Regions from separate parts of the Callithrix jacchus genome. Here region 1 is linked to region 2. A link is a contact called in public Hi-C data. All regions are on one chromosome and are shown on one strand. The core of a region is the stretch at or near the end of the contact, and the rest is flanking DNA. Distances in the headings are between cores, read along the strand shown.

Evidence for each region. Hi-C and Micro-C count contacts between places; a contact is called where the count stands out from the background.
Region 1: a Hi-C map of skeletal muscle shows a contact between it and region 2, with 6 times the contacts expected there. The contact joins two enhancer-like sites. A contact is called at or near these places in 3 of 3 Hi-C or Micro-C datasets (induced pluripotent stem cells and skeletal muscle).

The regions. Positions count from the first base shown.
Region 1 is chr6:151,110,181-151,115,782 of calJac240_pri, reverse strand. DNER (delta/notch like EGF repeat containing) reads left to right here. Exons shown (of 13, transcript XM_002749868.6): 3 at 763-857; 4 at 3,156-3,322. Among named protein-coding and RNA genes, the nearest start is that of DNER, 140 kb to the left of the region's middle. Within about 2 kb of position 2,337, at least 3 of the 16 cell types and tissues checked have an H3K27ac peak or open chromatin away from gene starts, as enhancers often do. A contact at or near this core is called in skeletal muscle, where this site is marked.
Region 2 is chr6:150,934,407-150,939,622 of calJac240_pri, reverse strand. The region is part of intron 8 of DNER (delta/notch like EGF repeat containing); the gene reads left to right. Among named protein-coding and RNA genes, the nearest start is that of PID1, 150 kb to the right of the region's middle. Within about 2 kb of position 3,627, at least 2 of the 16 cell types and tissues checked have an H3K27ac peak or open chromatin away from gene starts, as enhancers often do. A contact at or near this core is called in skeletal muscle, where this site is marked.

The DNA of each region.
Region 1 (5,602 bases), core at 1,088-3,587, 180 kb before region 2:
TTCTGTGATGGTGAATACTTTTAATACTTCTTCGTTTTAGCTGACACGGGGGAGGACAGTAATTGTGGCATGAGGAGTAAGTGCGTAAATAGGTCAGGAGTATCTCACTGGACGTAGCTCAAGGTTTTTTGCAATATGCTTTTTCACAAGCACAGTCCTCCCCACCGATTAACTTCTTCTTTTTGTTTTTTAAATACACATCAATATAACGCTTTTGGGAAATAAGTTAAAAGTGAAGGTATAGCCTACAAGGAACAAGAAAGGTGGCGTTCAAGCTCCTGAGCCTCAGCAAGTACTCCTGGGACCCATCAGCCCAGAGAAGAGTCATCATACCTGATACTTCATGCCCTCTGCAAGTTGAAGGCTGGCTTGCCCAGTCATTAGGCTTTTACCTGCTGTTCCTAGGTTAGTCCTTGAAGTCTGTCTCCTGGTTACCATCAGGTTAAGCATAGGGCAAGGGCCAATGACTGCTTGTTAAATGAATGGAAAAAGAGCAGGGAGTGACATTTGCTTTCTTTCCTGCAATATCCTACTGATCAGTTTTAACAATCCCTGGAATTTGTAGATTGCTCTCAGGGAAGCTGTTGTATTTCAGAAAATCAAGTGGCAAAGCTTCATTTTCTTCTGAGTTTGTAAGGTTTCACTTCTTCGTCTCCTGTGTATCATCAAAAGGGATGAAGGAAATCAGCATGGGATTTCGCTTTGTCTTATTATTTTGTACTGTAATCAACCCCAATAACATGCCTTCTTTTTCCTTCCCAGGTGATCCCAGATGTTGCCTGTGGGAATGCCAGTTCTAACAGCTCTGCAGGTGGCCGCCTGGTATCCTTTGAAGTGCCACAGAACACCTCAGTCAAGTAAGAAAATTCTTAATTAAAACTGTGAAGAGTGATGCTATGACCTGTATGTGGGGTTGTGTCCATCCACGGACCTGTTGTGTAAGTGGTCAAGTGAGAATCGTGAATGGATTCCATGGGTAGATGTGGCCTCTGCCATTTGAAAACTAGAGGAAGCAATTTCAGAGGAGGTGACAGTGAGGGTCGTCAGGCTGGAGACGTGGAATTGAGAAATTGGACCGGATGAGTCTGGTGTGAGGTGACAAACCTTGAGGCCTTAGATAAGATCCCAGCCAGATTCCTTGTCTCCCAAATGCTTCTGCTTCCCAAATTATTGGCCTCTTAAGATTTTAATGGAACATCAGTCATATTCAGATGCATAATTTGCCCCAAATTAAAAATCTACGTATTATGATTTTATCTTTATTTTTTATTTTTTACAATTTTCTCTTTAAAAGCAAGCAGACGAGAAGAGTGTTTTGTTTTAAATTCAAGCTCTTTCAAATGACAGGGTCCATCGCCATGGGTGGGGAAGAGGGAGAGGCAGAGGGAAGCAGGGCAGGCTGAGACCTGATGTGTGCAGTGCTTCATGTGAGGCTCAAGTCAGCAGGTGCTCAGGAGCACAAAGCTGGGGGTGGGGATGGGCCAGTATTAAGGCGCCCCAGGCTGGCTGAAAATCCCCCACTGCCCATCCTTCTCTGCTGCTGTTAACTGACGCCCTCCCGACACTTCCCGTGCAACCTAAGGGGCATTTGCTGTTCAGTCTTCGGGGATTTTTAGAAGACTGGGAACATGTGTCCTGGTTAACCAGTTTGATGCCCTCTTCAGGAGCCTGTGGGCACTATAGGTCTCTTCCATGTATCCATGCCCATTTTTGTCTACCTGGCTTTCTAAACAATGCAGTCTCTGAACATGTTTGGAAGAGGAACTTCATTACATTGCTCCTGCACCCTGGTTCCCCCTGGCCTTGAACTCACTCTGGCAGGGGAAGAGCCTGGAAGGGCTGCTTGGGAACTCCTTGGGCTCAGGAGGAACACCCCATCCGGAGAGGAGGGAAGAGTTGGAGTCTGAGGCAGCTTCGAGCTCTACCAGCAGGGGGACCCCGGTCCTAAGTGTTTCTTTCATTGCTCAAGCTACCGCTGAAATCCCCGCCGTCCTGGGCTAGTTTCAGGAGCAGGATTTCTAGTTTCTTTTACTCTTATGAAAATATCTCTCAGCCCTTTCCTGTCTGGATCGTACTATCTTACCTTGATAAGCCTTTCTGAACGTTCTGGCCTTCTATCTCTTTAAATGCTTTTGTTTTTTTTCCTTTCAACAAACCTGCCATTCTCTGAGACTCCCTTAGGCTGTAGAACCCGACAGAATTAGCAGAGTCTGACTCAGATCAAGTGAGATGGGAGTGCCGAAGGGCCGACCTCTGGGCCCTGAATTCACCTGTGCGGGTTACTAGCTCCTTACGCTTCCATTTCCTCATGAATGTAGTCACTGATCAAAGCTTTACTGAGCCCCTGCTGCATGCCAGGAGCTCGGTGCTGGGGGCATGTGCAGTCTACTGTGCTCTTCTCCAGGAACACTGGGGAGAATGGGCCGCTGCTGGGATGTTGGGAAGGTGGTCAGAGGTCTCTGGGACGAGGTGATATGTGGGCTAGGAACGCATTTCCAAGGTGGAGAAGGAGACAAAGCTTGGGAGCTGAGAAAGAACTGGGTTGGGGAAGAACTGGTAGCTCCTAGTTGCTGAAGCATTGGTCTGTGAGGAGAAAGGTGAAGGGCAGCTGGGGCTGGGGTTCACGGGTCTTCTATGACATCCTTTTCTGTGTGTGTGTGTGTGTGTGTGTGTGTGTGTGTGTGTTTGAACCGAAAATGAGCCAGGGAAGGCCTGAAGCATGGGGAGGTGGATTGTGTGATGATGCCTGTGTATGAGTGTGGGGGGGTTGGGGAGAGGGTGACACACTTTTGCAGCATAACTCAGGTGGCTGTGTTGAGTTGCAGTCCACATTTATAACAAATGAAAGCAAAACTCTTTTTATATCGTATGACTATGGAAGGATTAGTCAAAAAGAGAACCTAGTGTACTCTTTTACTGTCCGTCGGAATGGTTACTCAAAGGTGAGTTGCCAAGGACTCATTTTGTGGTACATGGTGAACAAGTGGGAGTGTGCACGGTTATGCTAGATGCCCGTGCGTCTGTTCATGCCGTCGATTTCCTGGTACCTTGATGGATGCACACATCATCTTTGTATTTATTTTTCATTTGAAGGACTGGTTCTAAGATGAATTTTTCTGAAAGGAGCTTTCTGTTTATGTCATTCCTGTTTTCAGGATTCGGAAAGATGCCACTGCTTCACTGATTTTGCTGTGGAAGGTCACGGCCACGGGATTCCAACAGTGCTCCCTCATAGATGGACGAAGTGTGACCCCGCTTCAGGCATCAGGGGGACTGGTCCTCCTGGAGGAGATGCTCGCCTTGGGGAATAATCACTTTATTGGTGAGTTACCAAAATCTTCTACTCAACACTGTATCTGATTCAACCCAACCTTGGTTTGGTGTTGAGACAGTAGATAGGAAATTTGGCTCAGATAATCTGAATTCTAGCCAGCAATACTCTTTCTTCCACTTTTGGTAAGGTTTTAGAATAAAAACTGGATTCTAACATGATATTTCTTTCTTTTTCGTACTTTTTTTTTTTTTGAGACTGAGTCTTGCTCGGTCATCCAGGTTGGAGTGCAGTGGTGTGATCTTGGCTCACTACAACCTTTGCCTCCCAGGTTCAAGCAATTCTCCTGCCTCAGCGCCCCCCTCCCCCCCGCCGAGCAGCTGGGACCACAGGCATCCACCATCTCTGGGCTAACTTTGTATTTATAGTAGAGATGGGGTTTCACCAACTTGGCCAGGTTGGTCTTGAACTCCTGACCTCAGGTGATCCGCCAGCCTTCACCTCCCAAAGTGTTGAGATTACAGGTGTGAGCCTCCGTGCCTGGCCCTAACCTAGTATTTCTAGTGTAGCTTAAAGTGGAAAGGGCATGGGCTCTGGAGTCCAGTGGCTGTTCCAGCCCCGGTGAAGGCATCACAGGTGTATGATCTTTGCTGCTGAATGCTCTGGCTGTCAGTACTTTTTGGGGAGTCTTTCATCTGCATTTTTCCAGGAATTGTGGGCAACTTGAGGTGTTGGATGTTGGTCTTTCAGGATAACCTTTGTTCCCACTTGATTCTGGCCTGACTTAGGGCATTCAAGGACAGCACCTCAGTGATTTGCCACTGCAGAGCCTGCACTCAGAAGTAACTGGTGGGTTTACAGCTCTCGTTGGGGCCTCTCTCCTCCGTAGCCACCCCTCCTGTGTGAGTCGCTTCTAACTTTTTACTCTCTCTTGAACTAGCTTCTGTAGTTTAACCTTCTCAAACAACTACATGGCCAATTAACTGTTTTCTAATTCCCCAGCCTTGGTGTAGAAATAGCCGCCAGAAAAAGAGACCCTCAGTATTCTCTCCCCACCTGGACAGTTTCCAGAGGACTACTTCCCCCCTAGTTTAGCATTCTGCATCCTTTCAGTTGTCTTTGTTTCTCATCCAGCATATAGTACCTTTGAGGTTGGAACTTCGAACTCTCCCTCCCTCCCTCCCTCCCTCCCTCCCTCCCTTCTTTCCTTCCCTTCTTCCCTCTTTCCCTTCCTTCCTTTGTTTCACTCTGTCTCCCAGGAACTTGGAACTCTAGTTTCTCCTTTCCTTTCCTTTCTTTTCCTTTTCCCTCCCCGCCCCTCCCCTCCCCTCCCCGTCTCCCTCCTCCCCTCCCTTTGCCCGTCCTCTCCCCCCTCTCCTCCCCTCCCCTGCACTGCCGTCCCTTCCCCTCCCTTCCCCTCTGCTCCCCTCCCCTCCCTTTCCTTTCGCTCCCCTCCCCTCCCCTCCCCTCCCCTCTCCTCTCCTTTCCTCTCCTCCCCTTCCCTTCTCTTCCTATTTTCCTTTCTCTTTTCCCTTTCCTTTCTTCACAGTCTCACTCTGTCACCCACGCTACAGTGCAGTAGCATAATCTTGGCTCACTGCAACCTTTGCCTCCCGGGTTCAAGGGATTCTCCTGCCTCAGCCTCCCTAGTAGCTGGGACTACAGGCGGGTGCCACCATGCCTGGCTAATTTTTTTGTATTTTTAGTAGAGATGGGGTTTCACCATGTTAGCCAGGATGGTCTCCATCTCCTGACCTCGTGATCCACCTGCCTTGGCCTCCCAAAGTGCTGGGATTATAGGTGTGAGCCACCATGTCCAGCCGTAACTCTGGTTTCTTAATGTGCTGACCTAATGTTCCATCTTGCAGCTCAATTCAAATGCCCAAGCTCAGGTTTAGAATCTCCCCATCCCAGTCCAAGGCATCCAGGCAGCTTCTTGCATCCTGGTGTGAATTCCTTCTTCTGTCTGACCATATATTGCAACTGTCCTCACCCAGAGGATGGGGTACGCATCCTCCTAATAGTGCCTGTCTCTCAGTGGTGGTGATCAGGTTAAATGAGATAACGAATGTACAGGATAATTGACAAATCTTAAGGATTATCTTAGGGCATTTTCTCTGTTTTTTTCTGGAGTACGTGAAAAATTTTGCTAAATGGAAAACATATATTTAGATTAACCCTCTAAAATATGATGCAAAAATCATAATGAAGATAAATGATATATGAAAATGCTCAGGTCTCTATAACTTTTACTGCATTTTATGTTTGATTGACCCTCTTCTGATGAGAAGGTCTTTCTTTACCTTTGGAAGTCCAGCTGAGGGAGCAGGA
Region 2 (5,216 bases), core at 2,378-4,877:
AGGGAGGAACAGAAACCCCTCCTTTTATAAGTATCCTTTGTTGCCACAAGTGCCCATGAGTGGCCTTGATGGAAGATGTGACACGCTGGCACTAAGCTGCAGCTGTATGCCTGATGGTTCGGTGCTCCCATCTAGAAATACTCTCAATACTGAGTTACAAAAAGTGCTTAATAAAAAGAAGTGCTTAATTTTAGTAAGGGAAGCAAGAATATGTATTTTACTTGGGAAGCAGGAATGCTGCTGTGTACCGTTGTCTCTCAAACTCTCACATTGTACCCTGAGCCCCCGTACGCCCTGCCGTCTTGGTGACCCTCCAGGGGCAGTGCTCAAGGTCATTACACCAGTTGGAGATATCACTCAGCAGGGAACCGGCAACATTTCTGGCAGGGACCTTGCTGTCTGCCCAGAGTAATTCCATCATGTGCTGGACCAGTTTTTCTTTCTATTTTCTTTTTCTTTTTCTATGTCCCTTTCTCTGTTTCTTTTCTATCTTCATCTTGATACCTTTGGGTCTCTTTTTCTCTCTCCTTTCTCCCCTTCCCATGCTTCCCGGTTCCTGCTTTCTCTTTGTCTGCCCTCCCTCCACCTCCGACTTTTTGTATCTTCTTACATAACCTTCTTCCTTAACTACAGCACAATCGAGCTCCTCAGCAGCTGGTTCAGTGCTTGATAGTGTAGTCAGACAGATTTCAGCAAATACTCATGAAACTGATTTTTTTTTCAAATCACTTCTGTTTTCCTAGGAGAAGCTGTCAATTCTTTTTGTTCAGTCAAGGTCTGCTTCTCCTAGAAGGTGGTTCCCTTCCATTCCATTTCCATCCCCAGCCCCTTCCTTCTAATGAGTTTTTGTCATATTTGAAAGTGCCTACAAGAGAAATTGGCCCACAGAAGGGGACTCAATAAATGTCCATTCCTGCGCTCTTCTGAAAGAAATAAAACAAGCCAGGAACCTGGGCTTCCCCCTCCACTTCTCCTTCCTTCTCACCCTTCACATACTATTCATGACCAGGTATTTCTATTTACTTTTTAAATGGCTCTTGACATTTGTATTCCACGTGGCCCTGTCACCACTCTCATCCCAGCCATTATTTCCCAAGACAATTGCAGCAGCCTCTTCACTGATTGCTCTACATTATTTTTTATTTTTTTGAGATGGAGTTTTGCTCTTGTTACCCAGGCTGGAGTGCAATGGCGTGATCTCAGCTCACCGCAACCTCTGCCTCCTGGGTTCAGGCAATTCTCCCGCCTCAGCCTCCTGAGTAGCTGAGATTACAGGCACGTGCCACCATGCCCAGCTAATTTTTTGTATTTTTAGTAGAGACGGGGTTTTACCATGTTGACCAGGATGGTCTCGATCTTTTGACCTCGTGATCCACCCGCCTCAGCCTCCCAAAGTGCTGGGATTACAGGCGTGAGCCACCGCGCCCGGCCCTCTCTCCATTATTCTTGCAGGTCTTATCCCCATTCTCCAAATGGTAGCGGAGCAATCTCTCTGCAATGTAAATCTGATTTTGTATTCCCCCCACCACCCCTCATTAAAGATGCTGCCAGGCCTGACACCTGCCTGTTCTTGCTTCTTTTCTGCCCTTTGCTCTACAGTGGGCTCTGACCCACGTCCAGAACAAGTCACAGCTGTGCTCCCCTACCATAGGTCTTTTGCACACACAGCTTTTCCTACCTTGACTTTTCTCATCATTCTTCTGTTTACCCCTCCCTTTCAGCTCACTCTCCCCTCCTCCTGGCAGCCTCCCTGGGGTAAGGTCAGTTCTCCAGCATCTCCTCCCTCCTGGACCCTCATTGCTTACACTCCCCAGGTATGACTTTGCATTGACTTGAATGATGGATTGATGCTTTTCCCCTTATAAGCGCCTCAGTAAAGGCCCTTTATCTGTTTTAACTCACCATGTAGCCCCAGTGACTAGCACAGTGCCTGACACGTAGTAGGCATTGAGTAACTATTTGTTGACTTAAGGAATGAATCAATCGAGGAGGCAAACATAAGAAACAGAGAATTATCAATCTTCCCCATGTGGCTATTAGAGCCAGAGAATCAGTGAGGGGGAGAATATAAACTCATGGTGTGAACAGCGAGGATATGATTTAGAGCCGGCCCTTCATCATCCATCTCTTTGGAAGCGCAGGGGGGGAGGTGGAAATTTGTAGATGGCTCAGTAATATAAATAATAGGGAGGTTTTACAGTCAAAAACTTAGCCTCTGTCTTTAGTCCTTTTAATTTAATGTTTATAAAAACCACAGCAAGTGGAAATATTGACAGATTTGGGTCTTTTTGTGTCTATTTTCTTTTTTGGCTGAGGTGACATGAGCAATAAAAGTATAAGAAATTCGAGATTAAAGAAATAAGCAACATCAGCGGCTATTGTCCTCCACGCACCAGCGAACGTTCTGCATGGACTTACACAACGTCCTCCACGTTCACACACGTTTTTGGCTTTATTGTGTGTGTTGTATGTGTGTGTGACAAGCGTGATTGCTCAGTGAAAACCTGTGCAGTTATCAATACTAGCAGCTTCCTTTAAACAAGAGCATTTGAACACTTAGTAGGATTAATGTGAGCCCAGATTCTTGCCTCTTTTTTTATTTTGGTTCTTAAATCAATTTCCATTTGGAACCTGCCAGCAACAAGAGGGACTAAGGGAGATAGGTACGCGTGCACGCACACACACACACACACACACACACACACACACACACGCAGTTTCCCTTGAAATAAGCTCTGCACGGCAAAATGAATGCTACCGTCTCACATTCCAGAGCACGAGGGCTTTATGACCATCAGTGAGTTTAGCCAGAATTTGAAAGCTCACAATCATATGAACATAATAGGATATTTTCTCTGTGCCCCATGTCTTTAACTGCTATGGGTGAGGTGGAATATTTGGTCTTCCAGGAACTGGCCTAGACTTGAATCAGAAAGTCATGTGTTTTCACATTTTATCCACTCATGCTGAAAAGAGAGGAAAACATCCTTTGAGTTGCAACACATCCTTAAGGGAACCACTCTCCACACCCCCACACTCACTCCAGCCTGATTATCAAGTAAAACCAAATATAATCCCCAAACACCTTCCATTCACTCTTGCCTTGAATTTGGTCTGCACGCACTAGGGGAGTGAGCAGCATGGCCTCCTCTGTGTTGTCCTGATTGCAGCTCCTGGTCTTCAAAGGTCCTGTTGGTCTGAGGCAGCAGGAAGCACAAATCGCCCTCCAGAGGTGATAACTGATGGATGGGTTGCTCGGAATCTGTTGCATGAAGTGTGAAAGCCATCTGGCTACAATTAGAATCTTAGAGTTTGGGATATATTTGAGTGTGATGAGGGATGGGTGAGGGGAGGGAAAGTGCTCCTGTGAGCAAACACAGTGTGCAGCCAGATGGATGTTTAAATGATGTCTTGAGACAGTGTTGAGAGGGAAGATGGTGAAAGGCCATGGAAGGCCTTGCCTTTCACTGGCAGGAGTAGGAATTGAGTGCCTCTTAAGTCCTTTATGCAGCAAAGTGTCCTGTTCTGGAGCAGGTCAGGCTCTGTGGGGTAGAATCTGAGCTCCACCGTGCCTTTGCTGAGCTGCTCAAGCCTGTAGGGCTGTGGTCTTTTCATCTGAAAAGAAAGAAGAAGGCTAGCTAGAAACGAGCTCCACCATGCGGCTTGAGGCTTGATAAGGGGCACAGAGAGGAGTCCCATTCCAAGGGCACAGCGTTCAATGGGGTTCTCATTAGCTCAGAAATCACCAGGCAGGGTCTCCCTTCTTACTCCTGTTTATCCCATTCACTTGGTATGAGTCAGCACCAGATATGCCCAGGGCCTGTTTTCTTCTGTGGGACGGTGGTGCTGGAGAGAGTCCAGCACTGTTGGAATCTAGTACGTAGAGGTCAGGGATGTTGCTCAACATTCTACAGTGCACAGGGAAGCTCCCGGCAAACACGATCTGGTCCAAAACACCAATGTCTCATGACTGAGAAACTCAGATTCTAGGTGTTAAGGATTAAATTATGTCCCCTCACCCCCCATTCCATGTTGAAGTTGTAACTTCCATTGTGTTTGGAGATAGGGCATTTAGAGAGGTAAAGTTCAGTGAGGTTATAAGGGTAGGGCTGTAATGCAATAGCACTGGTGTCCTTAGGAGAAGCAGAAGGATACCAGGAGTGCTCACACACAGAGAAGAGGACATGTGAGGACTCATAGAGAAGGCAGCCATCTGCAAGCCAAGGGGAGAGGCCTCGGGTTTGAAACCATACCTCCTGACACCTTGACCATGGACTTCTAGCCTCCAAAACTCTGGGAAAATACATTTTTGTTTAATTCAACCAGTGCTATAGTATTTTCATGGGAGCCCTAATAAACTAAGGCACTGGGCAATGAGTTTGGAGGCAACATGGCAAAGAAGGATTGACTACGCCACCTTGGGCAGATTTCTTTACCCCTCTAACTCTTAATTCCTCATCTATAAATTGGGAGTAGTCATGCCCGTCGCCTTGGGTTTTTATGAGAATTAAACAAGTTAACACGCATAGAAGGCCTGACACAAGGCAGATGCCACTGACTTGCTACCACACTGGAAGCTCCATGGAGGTGGGGACCCTGTTCTTTAGCTTTGGACCCAGTACCCAGGGTACCTGAAAGAAACATTTTAAAAGTGCATTGAATCAATTGATAACATTTTGGGTGCTTATTCAACCCAAAGAAGTTCAAGTTTATTTGTGCAGCTTTTCCAAAACAGATACCACAGGTACAGCTGTGAACACTGTATTCGCAGACTCTATCCTCTAGCTTACACTGTAGTGGAGGAAGAGACATGGTAATCAAGTAAAGAACTATGTTAAAAATAGGATTTCAGACAGTTACAAATACTATGATGGAAATCAGCTGAGTGTTGTGCTGAGTTGCTAGTGGGAAGAGCTACTTTACATAGCATTGTCAGAAAACTATCTGAGGAGGTGATTTTTTGTTGATGTTTTTGTTTATGGATGAATATTCTTTATTGGAGATTTAAATTCCACTAGCGCTGTTGTTCTTGTGATTTTATAAAATGATGAATAACTCTTGGTACAAACTTCTCTTGATTTATTCAGTAGTACATTCTAGGAAAACTCAATATATATATATTTTTTGAGATGGGGTCTTGCTCTGTCACCCAGGCTGGAGTGTAGTGTCATGACCTTGGTGCTCTGTAACCTCCTCCTCCCAGGTTCAAGTGACTC